Linked DNA regions of Canis lupus: region 2 is linked to region 1. Evidence: chromatin contacts called from public Hi-C data. All regions are on one chromosome and are shown on one strand. Each heading gives the region's core, a stretch centred on a gene start, on an enhancer-like site or on the middle of the called end of the contact. The rest is flanking DNA. Distances are from core to core; before and after follow the strand shown. Region 1 holds the start of FBXO43 (F-box only protein 43). Region 2 overlaps ANKRD46 (ankyrin repeat domain-containing protein 46).

Region 1 (6,580 bases), core at 3,258-5,757:
GACCTGAGCCAAAATCAAGGATCTGGCACTTAACCAACTGAGCCACGCAGGAGCCCCAAGACTGGCTATTTCTGATTTCACCTACTTAAGTTTCCACAACTTTAATCTCTGCTCTGAACATATCTTCAGAGTCTCAAAGCACTGTACTGACCATCATAAATTCCTCCACTTTGAAAATGAAGCTGAGATTAAAAGAAATGAGCTAGTCACTGAGCAGCAGGGGCTGAATCTGAACCAATTTCCATGCTTTTCTCATGGATATGCATGTCGTAGTTATTGGCAAGCAGTTTAAGCAGAGGACATGTTATATGTTAACTTTAAGCTCAGATTTGCTGATATTTATAGAGCACTATTTGAAACTGTCTTTAAGATTTATTTTTTAGAGAGTGAGTGTATGGAGGGGAGGAAGGGGGCAGAGGGAGAGAGTGAAAGAGTCCCAAGCGGACTCGAGACTGGGTGCAGAGCCTGACTCGGCCTCAATCCCACCACCCTGAGAGTATGACCTGAGCTGAAACCAAGAGTCAGATGCTTAACCAACTGTGCCACCAAGGCACCCCCAAAGCAATCTTTTAAAGCAATTTATTTCTATTTTACCTTTTTTAAAAAAACTGTCCCAGTGGGCAAGAGGTAAAGTTACTTCCATTTTATAGATGAAAGGGACACAAAGAGGTAACTGTTTGAAATGCTGCTCTTGAGTTCCAGTGGTAATACTATTTCCATTAAACCATGGTCTAGTTAACCAAATAATATTCAATTAAACCAAAGATAAGTAAAAAAACCTATGATAAAATCAAAACAGTTAAAGAGCAACATTATCTGAAGTGTTAGGGTTTGTTTAGGGGACGTCATAGCATATTTATTGGGACTCTCCTGCCTAAAAAAGACAAGGTCAAGGAGGAATATAGCTGAATTACAAAATTATGAAAGGTACGGCTAAAGGAGAACCTGGACTTAGGAAGCACTCTTTAAAAATCTGAGCATGGTAGCATTTTGTATAGCACATAAAAAAAATATAGAATTTGGTATTCAAGGATGCAGTAGAAATTCAGGTGTTTTAAAAAATGGCACAATTTTTTGAATATTCAGAGACGCACATAGCTATTAGTGAAGGTAGAATATATCTAATCTTCGAAATGAATGTCAGATGGCATCCCAGAATGATGGAATCCTGGAGCAAATGGGAGTATCTTAGTTTCCATATCCCTAAGATTAATGTGAAAGTTTTAAACATTTATCCACAGGTCAATGTAAACCAGTCCCAATTTTTTTTTAATATCCTGAAAGCAGAATTTTTTACCAGAATTCTGATTACATCCCAGAAACTACACCTGCCTTAATAATCTGCTTCATGTACTTTACTTAGGGCTGATTTTGCTTTACAGATGCAACCATTAAAGTTTCTTTTCCCTCATCCAAAATGTACTTAAGATTTTATTTATTTATTCATGAGAGACACAAAAAGAGAGGCAAAGACATAGGCAGAGGGAGAAGCAGGTTCCATGCAGGGATCCTGATTTGGGACTCAATCCCAGGACTCCGGGATCACGCCCTGAGCCAAAGACAGACGCTCACTTGGTGAGCCACCTGGGCGTCCCACCCTCAGCCAATATTTAAAAACATAGTCAAGCATTGTATACAAATACAGAAGGCCTATATCAAGGAAAAATGAAAAATTTAACTCAAAATAATGCATTCATGCTAAGTACATTAGTATACACAGAACAAAATGATGCTGGAGAGTTTACAGACTTGGTGATGTAAAACAGTAGTTTCCAAGGAACTTACTTAATCAGATCTTCAAAGAGCCCTAGAAAACTTCATTTTTAACAAGGCCCCCACAAGATTCTAAGCCTTGATTAAAAGTGTGGTTTAAGGAAGCACTTTTTCACCCTGTGTCAGATTATATATACAATAAAAGTAAATTATTATCAATTATTGAACAAAAAGCTTTTCTTTATAGAAACTATTGATACCTAAATACAAGATGGATTTTAAAATGAAATCATGTGTATTTGTATTCATAAAGATATATACACTAATCAAAGGCTATACAACATTAACAGCAAATCCAGGTACAAACGAAGATAATCCTCTGAACTCCATGTTTCATCGAGCATCAAAAACCACCACTGTATTAAAATGAAATTAAGGACAAAAAGCATATTTAAAAATTGTACGAAGGATTTAACACTTCCAAGTCACTTTCTCTTTGCAATAGCTATTTAATCTAAAATGCAAAAAAGAATGAACTATTTACTATGGCAGTTGGAAATGAACTTAAAAAAATGTTTTTCAATTTTTACTAGTCCCCTTTCCATGATATGAAAGACCAATGCACCAAAAACCCCTAAAGTAATGTTAGCAAGATAACTTACTGGTTTAAAAAATATTGTAATTGTATATTAATAACCACATAACAATGTACTTTCAGTCTTTTAGCTAATTTGTAAGCCTCACTTTTTCCATTAGGTAGCATTCATTCACAATATTTGTATTTCTCCTTGTATAATTTAGTTTGTCCTTAAACTCAAGAAGGAGTATAAGTAAAATAAGTTAAATACAGATCCTGAAAAATGGACTTATGAGAACTAGTATTTAGATACTTAGTAGATGCCTCTACACAGGATTAATTTTTATTATGAAAATAAAAATAAAAGGATTATGAAAAATCCTAATCATGCCCCCCCTTTTTGGTAAGTAGTTCAAAGCACTGGAGCATTATTCTTCACTTCCACCCCCTTCATATGTAACAAGGTAAAAGGATACATCTTTTAGTCCTTTTCTTGTACATTATTCTATATCCACATTCTCTGCATCTGATTGGATCCCTGGATTTTATTTCGTTTTCTGTGTGACATTCTAAAAAAGAAAGCATGTTTATTCAATGTCTAAAGGGAAAATATGACAGACAAGCAAATTATCCTAACCATATTTTTTTTATTTAATTTTTTTTTCTAACCATATTTTCACCCAAAGCACTAAAATGTACTCAATCCCAAGAGTATGGTGCTATGACCACGTTAAGAAGAAAACCACAGGCTCCAAATGGCCTTACTTAGGTTAAGGTGCCACGTCGGTAGACCAAGACTTAACACATAACCTAACCGCAGTTTCAACCCTGCAGAAATGTAACCTCTGACCAGTTAACATGGTCCTTGTCCGCATTAGAAAATTTACTGCTTTTCCTTTCCCCTTAGAACAGCGACCTTACCTGAAACAACGAATCCTTTGCTAATAATTTTTTTTCCACTCCTCTCTACCTTTAATTTTCTGTAGCCCTTTGGAGCTCCCATCTACTTCCTAGACAGGATGCTGCCTGATTCATGAATCCATTAGTAAAGCCTATCACATCTTTAAAATTTACTCAGTTGAACTTTTATTATTTAACAACCAATATACTAAGGGGCAAAGGAAAAAAGTTGTGGGCAGTGCATTTTTTCTTGGAGAGAAAATGAACTCTTAGTGATAGAAATTTTTTTTTTTTTTTTACAGTCGCTAGTATTCTGCTTTATAACTTTAAAGATTACTCACTGAAGTCAAAGTTAAGCGTAATTATTTCAAAACTCTTCCTACTTTACGTTAGTTCTACTCTTACCTCCGCAGATATATATCATTGGCTGCTGCTTTGGGGGTTGAACGTCCTTCTGGGTGTCCATGGATAGTCCCTGAAATCACAGACTCAAATACTGAATAACTCAAAGGGACTCCTCACAAATCCAACTTTCCCAAAATTCCCATTTTTCCGAGGGAAACCTAAAAAGGTCCCAATTCCTAACCTGTGCTTTTTCAAACCCAATGGGTAGAGCTAAAGGACGAAACAAAAACGCAACGTTTTGTGCACTTAGCCTCAAACTGGACACAGTAACAACATTTCACACATATTGTTTCATTATCACCTTTACGACAATCCTAGAAGTACTACCCTTACTTTACAGATGAAGAAACCCAGCCTTGTAGAAGTCAATCTGCGCAGGATTCTTCAGCTATGACGAGGCAGGGGGCACTGGAATCTGACGGCAAAGCTTGCGTCCCCATTGTAACGCAAGTCCTACATTTCCAAAACTTAGCAGAAGGCCAATTACATCCCTCAACAAAGGGCTATGCGAACCGAAAATAAAGGGAGAAAAACTCTCAAAAGCCAAACAGCTCAACTGAACGAAACGGAACAAAGGATTAACACCACCCACTCGAGCCCCAGCTCCTCCCAATTCTAACCTCATACTGACCCTTTCTAACCTTGAGGGTCTTACCAGTTTAAATCCAAATACCCACCTCCAAATCCTAACCAACCACTTCCCCGACCACGCAGCCCGGAGAAACCTCCTACTCTGAGCTTCGAAGCGGATTCCGGCTCGTCCCCGTGTCGCAGCCAACTTCCGGCGCCGGCAACTGTCGCATGGAGTCCCCGCCCCTTCCGCCCCTCCTTCCGCCTCCGGGCGTGGCCGAGGACCCGGGTGGTGCTCAGGCGGCGAGCCGGGGGCGTTCGTTTTGTTAGGCCGCGTGGAGAAGTGTTCGAGTTTTGTCCCAACTTAGTTCACTTTTCAGAAAAGCAAAGCATTTCAGTAGTTCCTCAGATGGAAGGAAGTCAGATATTCTGGCTAATGAAGTCAGTAGAAAGTAACACTTCTCCGGGAGGGCTGAGGGTTAGAAGAGAAAGCGAAGCGGCCGGTGCTCCCGGAGTCCTAGGCCAACCGTCTCTCTGAGGAACACAGAAGCAGCGACTCCATCGCACTTTTCAGATGGTTTTTGCAGTTGTTTGATACCTGTGCTGGGCCACTGGAGCAGCCACCCCCTATCCTTCACATGACTTCAGTTTTGCTTTGCGAAACTTTGGTCGGCTCCTGTCGTCCCTCTGTCCCATGCTTTTTACTCGTTTTAAAGCAAAGGCCGTATGAAGGCAGCTACATCAATTAATTCCACCTAAAACGGAGGGATATTGGTAGGGGTAACTATGCACTGACCTTCCTGCCGTCGCATGTATTCCTCCCTGGATGAAACAAAACCATCTGCGCAGCGGAGGTGTGTTTTCTGAAACATCAAAATCAGTGAGACTAATAGCTATTGGGGTCACGATATGTACATTTGTTTGCTGCTTTCACAGCAGGCTTTTACTTAGGAGGAAGAAGTAAATGAAGTAATCAAAATTTAGAAAGTCATCAGTTGTTAATAGCGATTATAGTTCAGCAGAGAAACAGGTTTCCTTCTCCCCGGCATCGGCAACGTCTTTGATTTCTTATTAAGCAGAATATATTGTTTGCCAGTCTCCCGTCCAGCCACCTGCGAACCTTGAGCTTCTTTTACTTCCAGAAGGAGTTCCAACTGATCTCACCTCTACAGATGGGGCTGGGAGATTTAACTTGATCTTTGCTTTCCAGTCTTCCTGGCTGTCAGTTATTTAATTTCCAGGGAAACATAATGGATTTTCTAGCTTCTTTCACAGAATGATGTACAGCATAAAAATTTTGACCATTACCTCTCTTACAAAGTACCTCACCTCTCAACCAAAGGGGGTAAATGCAATAGAACAGTCAAAATAGGCTTTCCTACAAGAGTTATTAGATAAAACTATTGTTAACATAAGAGAAAGATGATGGAGTGATCCAGAAAGTAATCATTGCAAAATTTACCAGATTCTAACTCTCCAGTTGTGGTATCAAGATGATTCTGGTACATAATTAGATGTCTATGGGGATCAGATTGGATCAGCACATGTAGAATGTAAATGGGTCTTGGCACCCTATGGAAGGGTAGGGTAATTACAAGTGTTATCAAGGAGATCCAGAATTTCAACAAGAGCCCATGTTGATGCTAGTTCTCAATCCAGCACCCTCTTTCCTATCAGGAGGAACCAACAGTCTTAGGATCACAATGAAGCATAGCCAATGTAAACTATTATCATTGCTAACAGCTTTTTAAAAAGATTTTATTTATTATACTCTGGCTTCTCTTCAGATTGAATAAATCTTTCACCTTTTACTAAAAAAAAAAAAAAAGATTTTATTTATTCATAAGAGACACACACAGAGAGGGAGAAACAACCAGAGGGAGAAGCAGGCTGCACGCAGGGAACCGGATGTGGGACTCCAGGATCATGCCCTGGGTGTCCCTGACAGCTAGCTCTCTTGAGAACTTACCCTCTGCCAGATATCACTGCATTTCCCTCTCCTAATGAGGGCAGATGTCTTGTTATCTTGGACACTAGTGCTTTTAACTCCTTAAAATATGGTAATGAAGATGCAAGTTGCTATTTTCCTCTCTGAATCTCTGTTTTTCATTTTCCTTGATCTTATTCTGCATAGTCTGAATGTCATGGTGATTGGAAAAGTCTTTATGTTTTGCTGGATGGTCCCTGTAAGAAGAATTAGATCTTGTGGAAAACAGGTTTTAGAATTTTGAGGTTTAAGTAATGGGGTGACATCCAAACTAGAAAAGGAAGCAAAAAGGCCAAAGACCATGGTAGGTAAAGAATAGGAAAATATAGCTCAGTGACTTATATTTGGGGAATATGAGTAAAGCCAGGACAAGCTACATGTAACTAGGTTCCCTTTCGCCCTTTTAGTTGGGGGGGCGGGCAGTAAAA
Region 2 (7,641 bases), core at 4,912-7,411, 350 kb before region 1:
TTGATAATTTTTAGGAGACTTTATTAGAGAAATACGGTTATTGAAGATAAGCAGCCTGAAGAAATATTAATGTTTCGAAGGAATTAAATTGTGCAGAGCTAGATTTCTTTTAGATACAGCTTTTTTCTTTGCCTAATATCTGTAGATCTGTGCAGCACTTGGATTTTAAGAACATTAACTCTCAAGTGCTAGCAGTTAGTCCACATAATTGGACCTGCTGCTCCCAAAAGGCCTGATTACTATCATGATCAAGTACAGATTCCTTAATTTAGCATTCAAGATTTGACATCAAACTATCAAACCAATCTTTCAAGAATCTCTACTGCTCATTAACAGTTCTCCAGGGTGATCCTTCAGTAACCCTGCTTATAATGACTTCATTGGAAGTTCTTATTTTATGGTTCTTTGAGGTTATTTTTATATTTTAAAACAACTGTATCCTTTTAAAAGTTTAAGAATAACCACATGAGGTATAAGAATCCAGATTTGGGCTTCCATTTACTATATAGCACTCTCAGTTTTAATACTTCTCTGTGACATTAGAAAATGTAGGCAGTCTGATCTGATAATCTGTCTCTCCAGGTGTGCCATTTTTCCCTTGCATTTTGCTGAAGTGTGTTTGATCAAAGTTGCTATGCAGGCATGATGTCAGTCCACTTGAACCAAGAATTTAGCACTTAGTTTTACCTTTCCCATTGGCCTTTCAAAATGAAAAATAAATGAATACATTATGTATGGTTGGTAATATTCAATATAGAAGACCAATTTTTTTTTTTAAGATTTTATTTATTCATGAGAGACGGAGAGAGAGAGAGAGGTCAAGACACAGGCAGAGGAAGAAGCAGGCTCCATGCAAGGAGCCTGACTTGGGACTCTATCCCGGGTCTCCAGGATCATGCCCTGGGCTGAAGGCAGCACTAAACCGCTGCGCTAGTAGCGCAGGCTACTAGTAGGCTGCCCTAGTAGACCAATTTAAAGTTAGGTTTAATGAGTATATATTAAAATACAACAGGTTTTCTCCATTAGTTCTTAACCATCAAGGGGATACTATCTTAAAGTTATGTAGATATGACCCAATATTAACATAAAAGAAAAATATAAAAAAAATATTAACTGGAACTTTCCATCAATCATGCTTCCACTAAAACCTTTTTATTGTTTTGTTATTCGGATTGAGACAAGTGCTGTGTGGTGTTAGGACCTCTCGTTCCTAACAAGGTGACTGCTTCATCCTAAAGGATGAGTGGCTTCATCCTCATGAAGTCTCAGGCAGTGCCACAGGGCATGGAGTGAGGAGTTTTAAATGCTAAGCTGTGCCAGCCCTTCAAGACATGACCCTCAGAGTCTTCCTTTTAACAGTCCCAGGGAATTGGCCTCCAAAATAGTCGCTGCGCCTCATGGACACTGTCCCTTAGGAACCAGGCAGGCTATGGTGAACAAGGAGAGGATTTTCTGGGACTCAACAGTTCCACAATTTGTGGATTTTCTTCTGTCAGGAACCAGTTCTCTTTTCCTTTCTTGGAGGTCTTTACTCCCCACTAGAGGTCACTCCATTGCTAGATGCTGCTCTGTTTACCAGGGGCTCAAAGCTCAATGTTCCATGCAGGCTATCTTCAGTACAGTAGAGAGCTGTCCCCCCCAGAGCTGTGCCCATCCTCAGGAAGGTGTAACTATTGTTTTTTGAGTCTTTAAGTCACTCAACTAGTAAGTACCTGAACCAGGGTTCTGGCAGTCTAGCTCCAGATACATTCTGGGTGAGGTAGCCAACCAAGCTCTTTTAACAACCTCTGACACTAGAAAAACTGCCTTTCTAGAGTATTATACACTCCTAAAAATAGTCCCTCAGGAAAATCAGACCACATTTTATCTTTTTCCTTCCTGTTTTTTCTACCTTGAAAAGCAGTCTTCACTATGTGAAGCTTTTATGTTCATTTACAGGGGAACAGACTCAGCCCTCTGTGAATCTTGAAAGATACTAGTTCAGTGTTCATACTCATACATTAGTGTTTATAACTCTGCTTGTGGAATGGTTCTTACTACACAGTACCTTTGGTAAATGCTCGGGGCCCTTATTAATGCATGGTCCAACAAACTCTTCTGTAAATAACTTCTCACTGTCCTGATTGCCTGAGCCACCCAGACAGGTGATCCCAAGGAAGATCTTATTTTTTTTTTTTTTAATGGAAACATTAGGCATCTTCAGACTTGACTGTCTTTTAGTCCAAATCTTTAAGCCTCCATACCAGCAGTTGCACTCCTGGCCATTTGTCCTAGAGAAATGAAGATGTTTGTTCACTTAAAAATATGTACCAGAATGTTTTAGAAGCTTTAACATAACACCCCCAAACTGGAGACAACCAGATGTCCTTCAAAAGGTGAATGGCTTAACAAGCTGTGGTAGACCCATACCATACAATACTACTCAGCAATAGAAAAGAGTCATACTATTGATATACATAACAACCTGAATCTTCAGAGAATTACGTTGAGTGAAAAAAAGAAAACCAACCCCAAAAGGCTGCATACTGTATGGTTCCATTTATATAACATTCTTGAAATGACAGGTCTAGAAATGGAAGACAGGATTAGTGGTTTCCAGGAGATGAAGTGGGGTGGAGGTGGGAGGGAAGTAGGTGTGGCTGTAAAAGGGCAATATGAGAGAGCTTTGTGGTGATGGAAATGTTCTGTATCTTGACAATCAATGTCAGTATCCTAGTTGTGATACTCTAGTTTTGTAAGATATTAACATCAGGGGAAACTGGGTAAAAGTACACAGGATCTCTTTGTACTATTTCTTTCAACTTCATGTGAATCTCCAATTATCTCAAAAAGTTTAATTAAAAAATCTTTAGTCTTCTTCACCCCTTGAACCATACTTATGTGTTCTGAGTTACTTTCATAACTTCTTGAGAAGCTATTAATAGATTTCTAGTGATTAAGTTCTAATTTGGGTCTTTAGACGCTTTCTTGGCAGGTTTCAAGTATAATTAGGTCTAATGCATTTGTATAATATTAAGTTTGAAATCACATAAATAAATCTGTAATTTGATCAAATGTACTTTCATATGGGGCTTGTCATCAAAAGAGAATGGCAGGGATCCCTGGGTGGCGCAGTGGTTTAGCGCCTGCCTTTGGCCCAGGGCACAATCCTGGAGACCCGGGATTGAGTCCCACGTCGGGCTCCCGGTGCATGGAGCCTGCTTCTCCCTCTGCCTGTGTCTCTGCCTCTCTCTCTCTCTCTCTCTCTGTGACTATCATAAATAAATTAATTAATTAAAAAAAAAAAAGATTCAAAAGAGAATGGCAGAAGCATTATATTTCTTGTGAATTTTTTTAAGTTTTTATTTAAATTCCAGTTAGTTAACATACAGTATAATACTAATTTCAGGTGTACACTATAGTGATTCAGCAATTCCATCCAACACCCAGTGCTTATCACAAGTGCACTCCTTAATCCTCATCACCTGTGTAATCCATTCCCCCAACAACTGACCTTCTGGGAACCATCAGTTGAGGAACTATCTTACGAATTTAACAGGTCATTTGAAAAGGTAACTATGTAATCTATAATTCTATCTCCAAATGAGAAGCAAAGCTTGTCCTTTTCATAATGTGAACTGTACTCTCTTCAGAGTAACACTTGCACCATTTTAAGATTGAAAATCATATATCAGAGGTAGGCCTTAGTTATGGAGATTCAACCCCAAGTGGTCAGTATAAAGGTACTATGCTTTGGGTGAACTAAGAATATTTATGCAAGGAAATGGATTAAGTGGCTCAGTAATTTGAAGTGTGTCTAAATTGGTACATATAATTTGTCAGCCCTCATCTTCCAGTTTAGCACTGATAACCCTTATGATTCAACTTGACTTACATATTTAAATGGAGCCTCATAAAATAACATTATTTCCCATACAAGGTTTTTTAAAAAGGGATTTGATAATATTGAGCATGAATGACCAGTAAAAGTTTAACCTAAATCTCATCCTGAGCTACAAATTCAGGTTGTAATCTTTATATCCTACCACTTCACATAGTATCTGTCACATTTTGAGCACATAGTAACTGTTTTATGAATTAATACTGATTTTTTTGGTGGTCCCCTGCTGCCTGTGCATGACCCTACTTCCATGATTCCTCACAAGAAGAGTATGGTGGGGCAGACAAGGTCCTTGAGGTGTCTCTGAGTGCAGAGGGGAGTTTTGAAGGGGTCCCAGCAAGAGCATAAAGGTGGGGCAGCAGCACGTTTCAGGAGGAGCAAGACTGGCATGTGGAAAAGATGGCAAATAGACTTGAGCTGATTTTTCTTTCACATTGAAGAGCAAAAGGGGCAGAAGAACAGTCTCATAAGGAGATTTAAGTTCTAGCATTCAAGATGGATTAGAAATACTTTTCCTTAAATGTATCCTGCTTGGTTTAAATATAAATATTGGTTGTTTTTACTTTTCCTCCCATGCAGATAGCATTTTAATTCTAAAAATGCTTTTGTGGGCTACTCTGAGACCTAGCCACCATTTATAATGTGAAAAGTATGCATTCTGAATCCCAGTCATTTAGAATCTATTTTCAGAGTCCAGTTTGTCTTCTACTGATGGCACATAATTTGATTCTTTTTCTTTTGTCTTTCTGACCATGCTTTCTTGTTTGTGGATAACAGAACCACTCCTTAGTTCTGTTCTCCCTTTTCACTGCCTCATTATTTGTCAGTTACTACTAGCCTCACAAATTGGTGCCTTACTCATAGATTTTCTGGAGAATATTCACAGGCCCCACCAGCTTCTCTATGTTTTAATAGAACAGCTAGACTTTCTTCATGTTGCACCCTTGCTATAACTCAAGTTTCTTTTTACTATAGATCCTTGCCATCACATTTCTGGATATTCTGTTGAACCTACTTAAGAATTCAGAGAAACTGCTGGGTGACCACGGAAAGAAAGATCTAATCTTCACGCTTACGTGAGTATTTTTCTACTTTCAACTTCCTCACACTATGTGAAAGCTTAGATGCTTTGTTTTATGGCACATTCAGTTCTGTGATCAAGATAAAAATGTTATCTATCATTGGCCTTATTAAATTTTAATGTAAAGTTAGTTTCTCAAGGACACAATGAAAATCACAAAATACACCACACTTATTCTCACTTAAAAAAATAAATAAGCAAGAAAGGCGTTTTTTTCTTCCACTGAGCCAACATTCAGAAGAATCCCAAATCCTCAAACCACAAGAATTCTTTCTGTGTTAGAACCAAAACTATCAAGTAGCTTGTTTTTCATTATCTATTCTTAAGAGAATTTAACAAAACATGTTATCTCTTGAAAAGCACTTGATATGTGGCATTTTATTTTTTAAAATGCTTCTGATAACTTTGTCCTTTTTTAAATGACTGAATTCTGTGACTACTGTAGGGGAAAATTGGGAGGTTACCCTCGAAAGAGAATTCTTAACTATTTTAATGAGTAATTTCTCCTCAATGGGTTAATTTCTTTAAAAAGCATTATATAGTGTCATAATCTGAAGTCTTTTATCTTGATCTCTGTAATTCTTAATCATTAGCAGATTTCCCAATTTTGGAATTATCCTTAATAACTCCTTCTCACCCATTATATGCAGCATGTCATTAAGTTACGCTAATTCTATCTTCTTTGTCCCTCTCCAGTTTACTCCCTTCTCTCTGCCACTGCTTTAGATCAGACTGTCATCATTTCTTGCCTGGATTTCAACAGTGACCTCCATCTCCCAGTCTCTAGCCTTGACCCACTCTAATCTAACCTTTCCCTATTGCCGACAGAGTAATCTTTCTGAAAGACTAACCTAATAAGACCATGCCATTTCCTTGGCTTGACATCTTTCAGTGTCTCCTTACTAAAATTCAGTATAATAACCCTTATCATAGAGTTGTTAGGAAGATTAAGTAAAAGTCATTTGGTGCCCTGGGTGCGATGCCGGTCTTAGAACAGGCCTAGTGTGTGTTAATGTTTCTCCTTTGCACAGAGAACCCTTGGAGGCAGCAGAGCTCTCATGGAAAGTAGCCCACCTCTAGAGGGCCTGTGGCTCTGCTGGGAAAACCAGGCTAAAAGGAGTGGTGGCCAAGAATCTCACCAAACTCCATAGCCATGCTTTCCTGAATCCCCTTGAGGTTAGACACAAGAATAGATTAGTCTAACATCCGGTTCCATCAGTGTTCCAGAAAGAAAGGCTTTGTTGACAGATTACAAGCCAACCCTGTCTGTGACTCAGCTTTTGTAACTGTAGAGTCAGGGAGTCATCTCTATAAACATATTGGTCTCTGCTTTTGTGTTTTCTTCTTTTGGTTTGTTTTCTCTTCAGTTTTTTAGGTTTGTTTTGCAGGCTTTAATTTTTCCTTAAATGGACCAAGAGGGTGTCAGGGAGACATACACACAAACCAAGAGACTGCTGGGGCAGGGAGGAATCAGAGAAAGAGGTATGGACACTGGTGAAGCTAGGTTACTCAGAAATGAAATTTGGAGTGGGCACATTTCAGATTGCTGCCTTTGTGCTGCCTCTGTATTCCCAGACAGACCTGTTTTTCTTCATGTCTCCGGCTTTAGACAATGGGGGTTTGGCAAAATCTGATATTTAGATAATCACAGAATAGCAGAATAGAATCAATACTGTAAAGAAGACAGTCTGAGTTGATTTCATGGTATTTCCAATTTTAAAATTCAGTTTGTTGCTTTTCTTAGCTTTTCTCTATGAAAATTGGAAGTTTGTGCTATAGACAGAACATTCAGCAGGTCTTTATTGAATATGAATTAAGTTATTTCATTGTTTTTTTCATGCTGATTTAGTTAACTTTTGACCATGTAGAATATCTCAAATATAATGAAAGGCAAATATGTGAAAAATATGCTTTGTTTTGAGTTAGAATCTCTACCAGCAATAGCATGTGTTTGAAATTTAAGGATCATGTTCTATATGTCTTCTGATAATGCAGTAAACTTAAACTTAAGCAATTATATCTTGCTTACCATTAACGATCTCTCTTAATCTTTTTACATAATGAAAAGCAAAATAGAGCTTTATAGTAATTTAATTGCAATTTTGATCAAGCAGATATGAAGAAAATAAGACATTGTAATGGGAAATAAAATACAATTGATAACTTTGTTGTTTCTTTTTGGTGAGGTAATTTATTAGAGGCAGGAGGCTAAGAAGGAAGAGAAATAGTGCTTCTCTAAATGACTTCATTGTGGTGATTTAGTTTGGCTTTCCCAAATCTCACTCACCTTATGCTTCATTACAGGCATATTCCATCCACTTCACCAGAATAATGTCCTACGTTTTTGTAAATGATTCGTCTCAGACTAATGTGCCCTTGCTACAAGCCTGTATTGATGGAGACTTTAACTATTCCAAGCGGCTTTTGGAAAGCGGCTTTGACCCAAATATTCGTGACAGCAGGGGCAGAACAGGCCTTCACCTCGCAGCAGCCAGAGGGAATGTAGACATCTGCCAGCTGTTGCATAAATTTGGTGCTGATCTTCTGGCCACAGATTATCAAGGAAACACAGCTCTCCATCTCTGTGGCCACGTGGATACTATTCAATTCTTAGTTTCCAATGGACTCAAAATTGATATTTGGTAAGTTCTCTGTGGTTTCTGAAGTCTAGTCATTTCCT

What was found. Hi-C and Micro-C count contacts between places; a contact is called where the count stands out from the background.
Region 2: a Hi-C map of liver shows a contact between it and region 1, with 2.9 times the contacts expected there. The contact joins the enhancer-like site here to the promoter of FBXO43 in region 1. A contact is called at or near these places in 6 of 9 Hi-C or Micro-C datasets (amygdala, blood, liver and 1 more).

Annotation. Positions count from the first base shown.
Region 1 is chr13:2,165,704-2,172,283 of UU_Cfam_GSD_1.0, reverse strand. FBXO43 (F-box only protein 43) reads left to right here and starts at 4,507. Exons shown (of 6, transcript XM_038555193.1): 1 at 4,507-5,019. POLR2K (DNA-directed RNA polymerases I, II, and III subunit RPABC4) reads right to left here and starts at 4,425. Exons shown (of 4, transcript XM_038555194.1): 1 at 4,273-4,425; 2 at 3,596-3,665; 3 at 2,767-2,859; 4 at 1,656-2,129. The coding sequence starts at 3,656. The coding sequence ends at 2,107.
Region 2 is chr13:2,517,966-2,525,606 of UU_Cfam_GSD_1.0, reverse strand. ANKRD46 (ankyrin repeat domain-containing protein 46) reads left to right here. Exons shown (of 5, transcript XM_038555201.1): 2 at 4,856-4,956; 3 at 7,266-7,603. The coding sequence starts at 7,293. It overlaps LOC119874426 (a long non-coding RNA gene), which reads right to left. Exons shown (of 2, transcript XR_005368437.1): 2 at 1,131-2,270. Among named protein-coding and RNA genes, the nearest start is that of ANKRD46, 20 kb to the left of the region's middle. Within about 2 kb of position 6,161, at least 3 of the 20 cell types and tissues checked have an H3K27ac peak or open chromatin away from gene starts, as enhancers often do. A contact at or near this core is called in liver, where this site is marked.